Regions from separate parts of the Macaca mulatta genome. Here region 2 is linked to region 1. A link is a contact called in public Hi-C data. All regions are on one chromosome and are shown on one strand. Each heading gives the region's core, a stretch centred on a gene start, on an enhancer-like site or on the middle of the called end of the contact. The rest is flanking DNA. Distances are from core to core; before and after follow the strand shown.

Region 1 (3,555 bases), core at 464-2,963:
CCAGAGCAGCCCCAGACCAGAGCCTGAGCAGTTGGAGCCTTCCACCTTCCCACCTCTGTGTTCCTCTTGTCCTTGGGCATCTCCTGTGTGTGCTTCCGGGAGATGACAGCAGTGCTATAGAAGTGTTGGAGTGAAGATGTTTTCCCATCCCCTTGGCCTTAGGTAGTGTCTTTGTCTTTGAAGAGTCAAGGGAATCCGGGGAGCTGTCTAACCATATCTATCCTGTAGACTCGGGAGGAAGCTGCTAGCTGCTACAGACAGAAGAGAATCCCTGTGCTTTGGGCTCCTAGGAAGGTGTCTGCCATCCTCTCTGTGCCACTGGTATCTGTCTTCTTCCCCACCAGATTAACACCATCCACCGCTGCAGGGCTCAGCATGGCGCTGAGCAGATGCTGCTTGAGAAGAGCAAATGTTCGTGTCCGGGAAACCATGTCTCTCCTTGGTCCACAGAGCCCTGCCTGCCCCAGGAAAGGACAGCGTTGGGAGGGTAAGTCCCGCCCCTCACTCCTCCCCCTCATTCCTGCCTCCACAAGCATCTTCTGGGAAAGGTGAATGAGGGAAGAGACATTGGCACTTGTGCCTTACCTACCTAAGTTCTATCCCCAAGGGCCCCTTCCGGAGGTGCTGTCTTCTTTCTGGAGTTTTGGGGGACCTCTCAGGGGGAATGTGTGGCCATAGGTCAAGCCTCATTCTCTAACTGGCCTCACCAAGACTTAAGCTGAGGTTTTGTGTTCACCTGTCTGGGTCGCCTGCCATTTCTCAACTGTTCTGTCAGTCAGAGGTGGGAGGAGGTCAGCAGGGATGCACTTGGTCATCTCGAACCCCATTAGAATGTGTGTGGAGGCCTCCTGGCAGCTTCTATGCAGGGTCCAGCTAGATCCCTGGGCTTTTCCTGAGATACACGGGGCTAACCCACTTCTTACGGATTAATTTTTCCACATCGGAAATCAGAAGCCATTCCCCAGGGCCTCCCCTTCAGTTTCATTATCTCCTCTGACTCTGCCCACAACCTTTGAAAAACTCTCACTGTTCTTCCCACGGAGAGAGAGGTGCAAGGCTTGCTCAGCCTCACGCAGCCAATCCGTGGCAAAGGATGGCGGGAATTATGGCGGCCCAAATCTCAACCCATCCTCTTGCCACCCTGTATCCTTTTTAGTTTTTTTACATGAAAACATGTTCAAAGGTATAATTAGTAAAGTGCTCCTGACACAATAATACGTCTTTACTGAAAAACAATAAATTAATGAGAAAAGAGATGCAAAAAACCTCAGAGGAAAATGTTGAAGTTAGGGAAATATTTAATACGCCCGCCTTTGGCTCACACCTTTTCCTGGGACGATTCCAGCTCCCCCGCGAGGTCTCATCTAGCTGGACACCTACCAGCCATCCCTCTCCTTGGAAATACACCCTTCTCCCAATTTCGCTGACGCTGAGAGGCCCAGACAATTGGAGAGGAGTGGATTTTCCATCTGAATTAAGCAGCTCCTTTGACACGCCTCCCCTCTCCCTTTGCATGGCCTTGGTTAAGAACTAGGATTTCCTCGTCCTCGCTCCTTGTCCCCCAGGCAGCAGCCCCCAGACTACTCCGCGATCCTCCCAGCTCCCGGCACCGGGCGTCCTCCCCTTTAAGGACCGCCCTTCCCCCACACCACGCCTCCCCAGGCCACGCCCCCCTCCCCTCCCCTTTAAGGACCGGCCCCGGACGCAGACGAGGCTGTGACGCGGCCGCCGGCCCGGGGCTGGGTACTTTGTCGCGCGGCCGCTTCCCCCCGGCCGGGCCCCCGCCGCCCCGCGGTCCCCAGAGCGCCAGGCCCCCGGGGGGAGGGAGGGAGGGAGGGAGGGCGCCCGGCCGGTGGGCGCCAGCGGCGAGCGGCGGGACCCACGGAGCCCCGCGACCCGCCGAGCCTGGAGCCGGGCCGGGTCGGGGAAGCCGGCTCCAGCTCGGAGCGAACTTCGCAGCCGGTCGGGGGGCGGCGGGGAGGGGGCCCGGAGCCGGAGGAGGGGGCGGCCGCGGGCACCCTCGCCCGTATCCCCGAGCCCCCGGGCACCATGCTGTCCAACTCCCAGGGCCAGAGCCCGCCGGTGCCCTTCCCCGCCCCGGCCCCGCCGCCGCAGCCCCCCGCCCCTGCCCCTGCCCCGCCGCACCCCCCGGCGCAGCCGCCGCCGCCGCCCCCGCAGCAGTTCCCGCAGTTCCATGTCAAGTCCGGCCTGCAGATCAAGAAGAACGCCATCATCGATGACTACAAGGTCACCAGCCAGGTCCTGGGGCTGGGCATCAACGGGAAAGTTTTGCAGATCTTCAACAAGAGGACCCAGGAGAAATTCGCCCTCAAAGTAGGTCTGGGGCCCGGGGAGGGGAGGCGGGGCCGGCCCCGGGCCCTGGAGCTCCCCAGCGTCGGGTTCCCGTCCCGGCCTGGGTCGCGGCGCTGGCGGAGGGGTGGCCGCGGCGGGGCGGGGCGGCCGGGCCGGGGGTGCCGAGTGCGGGGCGGGCGGCGGGTCCCAGCGCCCTCGCCACCCTGACCGCTTCCGGCCGCTCCCGGGCGGGAGCCCTGGAACCCGCTCCGGGGACTCAGGGGACCCTGCCATTTTGGGGTTTGAGCGGAATCCAGCCGAGTCGGAACGGTTGGCCTCGGGACTTCTGCTAATTTCACTCCATCTCAAGGAAGTGATTTTGGGGGGGGTGGTTCCCCGTCCTCTCCTCCCTCCTTTTTCTCTCTCTGCGGGCACAAAAGGCCCATTACTCATTGAGCCGGTTGGTCGGTTGGTTTGGAGAAGTCGGATCGCAGAGGTTTATTTAGCCTCGCTCCTTATTTGGGAGCCGGAATGTGTGATTTCACTTCCCCGAGCCTCGGGAGGGCATCCGGGCCGCCTTGGGGCGCGCCAGCCAGGAGGTGTGCTGAGGCAGGGTCCTGGGCGTCCCCCGGCTGCGGGGGCGGGATTGTTTGGATCCCGGAGCTGGCCCCGTCCCACCCCCGCGCGGGGCGGCTCCGGGGAGAGGCCGGCGGTGTCCGCGGCCCGGCTGATGATTGTGAACTGAGTCTGTAACCCGCGGCCGGACCCGTGCTGATTCCGACTCCCGGAGAGGGCCACTTGCTGTCCTGGACTCGCGCGGTGATGGGCAGTCTGAGGAAACATTATCCTTGAGCCGGGGAAGCCCATCCCTTTTCTTTCTTTAAGGGGTGTGGTGGTGGGGAGAATAAGGATTCAAGTGAGAAAATCGACTTCAGAAGTTAAACAGAATGGAGTGGGAGGTCTCTGGAGATGGGTGGGTCCCCAGTGAAGTGTGAGCCGGTCTTGCAGGGACACCAACAAGGTTTTCCTCTCACAGGGGTTTCAGGTCAAACCAATCTCTAAAGGTGACATTTCAGGTTTGTTTCCCCTGGGGTGTCTCAATGATTGGAGGAGGAGAAAAATACTTCCTGTGTTGTATTTTTCTCTTCCCCATCAGCCCCCATAGCGAGCTGTATTTCAGTTATCAAATACAAAACTCAGAAATGAGGTATGGGTGGAACTATTGGAATATACAATCAGATGTTTTGAAAAACACCAGTACTT
Region 2 (3,555 bases), core at 776-3,275, 41 kb after region 1:
GGTGGGCCCTCAGCCTCACTCTGCTGATGGCCTCTGGCAGTGCCCTAGGAGTCCTGCTTTCCTTCCCTGTCTCTTCTCTGGCTTGGAGCGCAGGCCACCTCCCCTGCTGTTCTTTACTTAGCCCTGTACTCCAAATTAGCACATTCTTGGTTTCCTCTCTCCAGGCTTTCTGCGCTCCACACTTGTCCACAAAGCCACTTTGGCACTTCAGGGCTGTGCGCCCATGACGTCAGCCAGCCTGCCTCACCCATTTGAAGGTCTTTCATTGCTTGGGCTGATTTTCCTATCCAGTCAGGGATTTCTGATAAACATGTGCCTGGATGAATGTCAATGACCAGTCCTTTTTTTTTTTTTTTTTTTTTAAATTTAATGTAAGTTCTGGAATACAAATGCAGGATGTGCAATGACCAGTCTTCATGGGAAATTCTTGCTGTGTTTCTCTAAGAAATTAAAAATACTACCTTTTCCAATTCAGGACAGAAAGGACAGCTCACCCTCACTCAGTCACTGGGGGAGAGTTTAGTAGGGAGAAGAAGCAACAGAATGAGGCGATATTGGCTCAGAAATTCCTAACCACTAGGTGAGGGAAGGAAGAGGGGAGGGAGTAAACAGAAATCAGATTAGATCTTGCCCATTAGAAACTCAGTTAGGTTGGGCAGATAAGGCATAAATATGCAACAGGGTAAATTTTTTAAAAGTAAAAACTACCCTGTATAGAGTTTCTGAAGCACCTTCAAGGATATTATTTCACAAAGTTGAATCTAATTTTACCGATGAGGAAACCCTTTTCAGAAAGATAGGTGGGCTTGCCTGACACAAGCTAGGAAGTGCAGAACTGGGATTCAAAATGCCCGTAATTGCAAAACCCAGGTTCACTGTGCTACACCCGCCTCCTCTAATGGGTAGAGAGTTTGTGCAAGTCTGGAAGTGCGATGTGAACCCAGCCCTTCTTGCGCAAACTCTCCTTTGCCTTGTACCATGCACTCTTAACGTGTCTAGGGCAGAAAGTGTGGAGGTTGCAGTGGGCGCTTGCAATTCAGGGGGTGCCAAGGAGCATGCATTTGGATTTGGATCTTGGTGCATCCTCACTTAGCACAGCTCTGGTTGGCGGATGTCCTGGTGGTGGTCACTGCACTGAAGACAGAAACCCAGCCTACAGTCTTGCTAGTAACTTGTACTGGTTACATCTACATGCTCCAGGCTCTACTCACTGGTGACGGAGGGACCCCCCGTTCTGTGGCATTAGTGGTACTGGTTAACAGTGATGAATGCCTTTCTGACAATAAAGCACTTTTAGAGGTATTATTTCATTAGATGCTCATAATGTTTCTGTGAAGGGGAGGCTAGGCAGGTATCATCGCTCCTAAATGCATGTGGCACAGGCTCTGAAAGGCAGACCTCTCTGTGAAGCTGTGCAAGAAGAAACTGACAATTTTCAGACTGGGCCAAGTCTTCCCTGATTGTAGCTCTACAACCATGCATTGCTTCTGAGTAAATCTGACAACTTTAATTCTCCTCTGGGCTCCAGGTCTTATGTGCCTGTAGGGGGCGATCGAGGTTCTTTCTGCGTGGCTGCTCTGGAAACCTTGTTCCTCCTGAACCCTTTGAATTTAGCACTCTTACAGCATATAATCTCACTGGATTTTAAGGATTTTCTGTGTCTCCCCTCATATCTTCTTCTGCCTCCACTAGCCTAGGCTTTTCCAGATCAGGACTGTTCTATTTGGTTTTGACATTCAGTGCAATGCATGGCCCATAGTAGGAGCTCAGTAAATGCTTGTTGGATTGAATTATATACAAAGGAAACTGGCCATTGCCTTCTCTTGCTCCCCTTAGAGCATGGGAAAATAAACTTTTTTCCTGGTACATCCAAATGAATGAAGTCGAAGGCTGGGCGTGGTGGCTCACACCTGTAATCCCAGCACTTTGGGAGGCCAAGGTAGGTTATCACTTGAGACCAGGAGTTCGAGATCAGCCTGGCCAACATGGCGAAACCCCATCTCTACTAAAAACATCAAAAAATTAGCCAGACCTGGTGGCTCACACCTGTAATCCCAGCTACTCAGGAGGCTGAGGTGGGAGTATCATTTGAACCTGGGAGGTGGAGGTTGCAGTGAGCCAAGATTGTGTCATTGCACTCCAGTCTGGGCAACAGAGCAAGACCCGGTCCCCAAAACAACAACAAAAAATCTCGAAGGAAGTTAAAGGTGGCAGAACTGAAGACCCATGCCGTGTCCTCATATGGCCACAAGGTGGCAGTGTGACCTCATGGGAACCTTGCCTCCTGCACCTATTGGCTCCAGCCACCTGTTACTCCATGGTATCTAGCCATTGATTCCTTCTAGATACCTGTTTGGGGAATTGCCTCTGCAAAGTCAGTCAGAGAAATCTTGGCTTCCAGCCTCCTCTAAAAACTGGGTGGTGTGGTGGAAAGCCTTGGTCTTTGGAATCTACCAGGCCTGGATTCCAACCTTGGCTCTGCCTTTTCTCAGAAACTTAGCCTTGGGCATGCTACTTCCCTGAGCCTCAGCTTCCTCATCCTGTAAAATGGCAAATGTACAGTTAGGAAAAACCCAACATACCATGGGCCATAGCATGAATGTATGCCAGCTTTCTTGTTGGAAATGCTCATTTGCCCTTCCCTGCCCCCTGCAAGCTGGCTCCATCGTGGCCATCTGATCTTATTTGCAAGCTTCAGACACTTTCTAGCAGGTTCTTAGGCCTCCCTGCTGTATCACCCCAGCTCCACTCCATCTCAGTCAGTCAGCACCTGCTTGCCACATTCCCCTCTGCCTGCATGCCTTCCCTCTGCCTGTCCATTTCCTTCCCAGCCTGTCTCTTGGACACCCCAGCCCTCTGAATGTCCAAAGCAGCTGGAGTGTAGACCATATAGGGCTCTTCTTGACTTCCCATGAAGATGCTAAATCTATGAGTGTCGTTGTCTGAATTATTTTGGCACCTGTGCTTGCACTTAGCAGACAATTGGTGATAAAAATGACAGCTATTAGTGAGCATATATGTCAGACACTCTGTGAGGTGCTTTGTGGAAATATTTCACTTAATCCTCACAACAAATATGTGAAACAGAAGCCATTATCCATCCCCACTTTACAAAGGAAGGGTAGATCAGGATGATTTTGGCTCCAGGCAATAAAAAATTTCACGAAAAGCAGCTTAAACAGTAAGAAGAGTTTATTATCTTGTCAAAAATAAGTCCTGAGGGATCCCTGGTGATGTCAGCAAGGATCCAGGTAGTTGCCATCTCTCCTGGTTGCCTTCCTTGGTGCATTGGTTTATCCTCTTAGGCCCCCCTTACTGGTAATGATGTGACTGTCATGGTCCCAGGTGCCATATACAGGAGAGAGATGTAGGTTTCTTGTGCTCCCTTTAAGAAGCCTCTTAGCAGATTTCTTACAAGGTTCTTGGCCAGTTGGGTTGTAGGCTCGTTCCCAAGCCAGTCACTAGCAAAGGGACTGGAATTAATGAGACTGGCTTAGACAAGTCAAGATTGAACCCCTGAGGCTGGTGAGAAGCCAGCCTTCTTTAATACCCCCA

What was found. Hi-C and Micro-C count contacts between places; a contact is called where the count stands out from the background.
Region 2: a contact with region 1 is called in a Hi-C map of CD4 T cells, with 2.0 times the contacts expected there. The contact joins the enhancer-like site here to the promoter of MAPKAPK2 in region 1. A contact is called at or near these places in 5 of 14 Hi-C or Micro-C datasets (CD4 T cells, blood, cortical neurons and 2 more).

The regions. Positions count from the first base shown.
Region 1 is chr1:64,428,361-64,431,915 of T2T-MMU8v2.0, forward strand. MAPKAPK2 (MAPK activated protein kinase 2) reads left to right here and starts at 1,714. Exons shown (of 10, transcript XM_078004832.1): 1 at 1,714-2,334. The coding sequence starts at 2,050.
Region 2 is chr1:64,469,061-64,472,615 of T2T-MMU8v2.0, forward strand. All of the region lies in intron 1 of MAPKAPK2 (MAPK activated protein kinase 2), which reads left to right. Among named protein-coding and RNA genes, the nearest start is that of MAPKAPK2, 41 kb to the left of the region's middle. Within about 2 kb of position 2,026, at least 1 of the 40 cell types and tissues checked has an H3K27ac peak or open chromatin away from gene starts, as enhancers often do. A contact at or near this core is called in CD4 T cells, where this site is marked.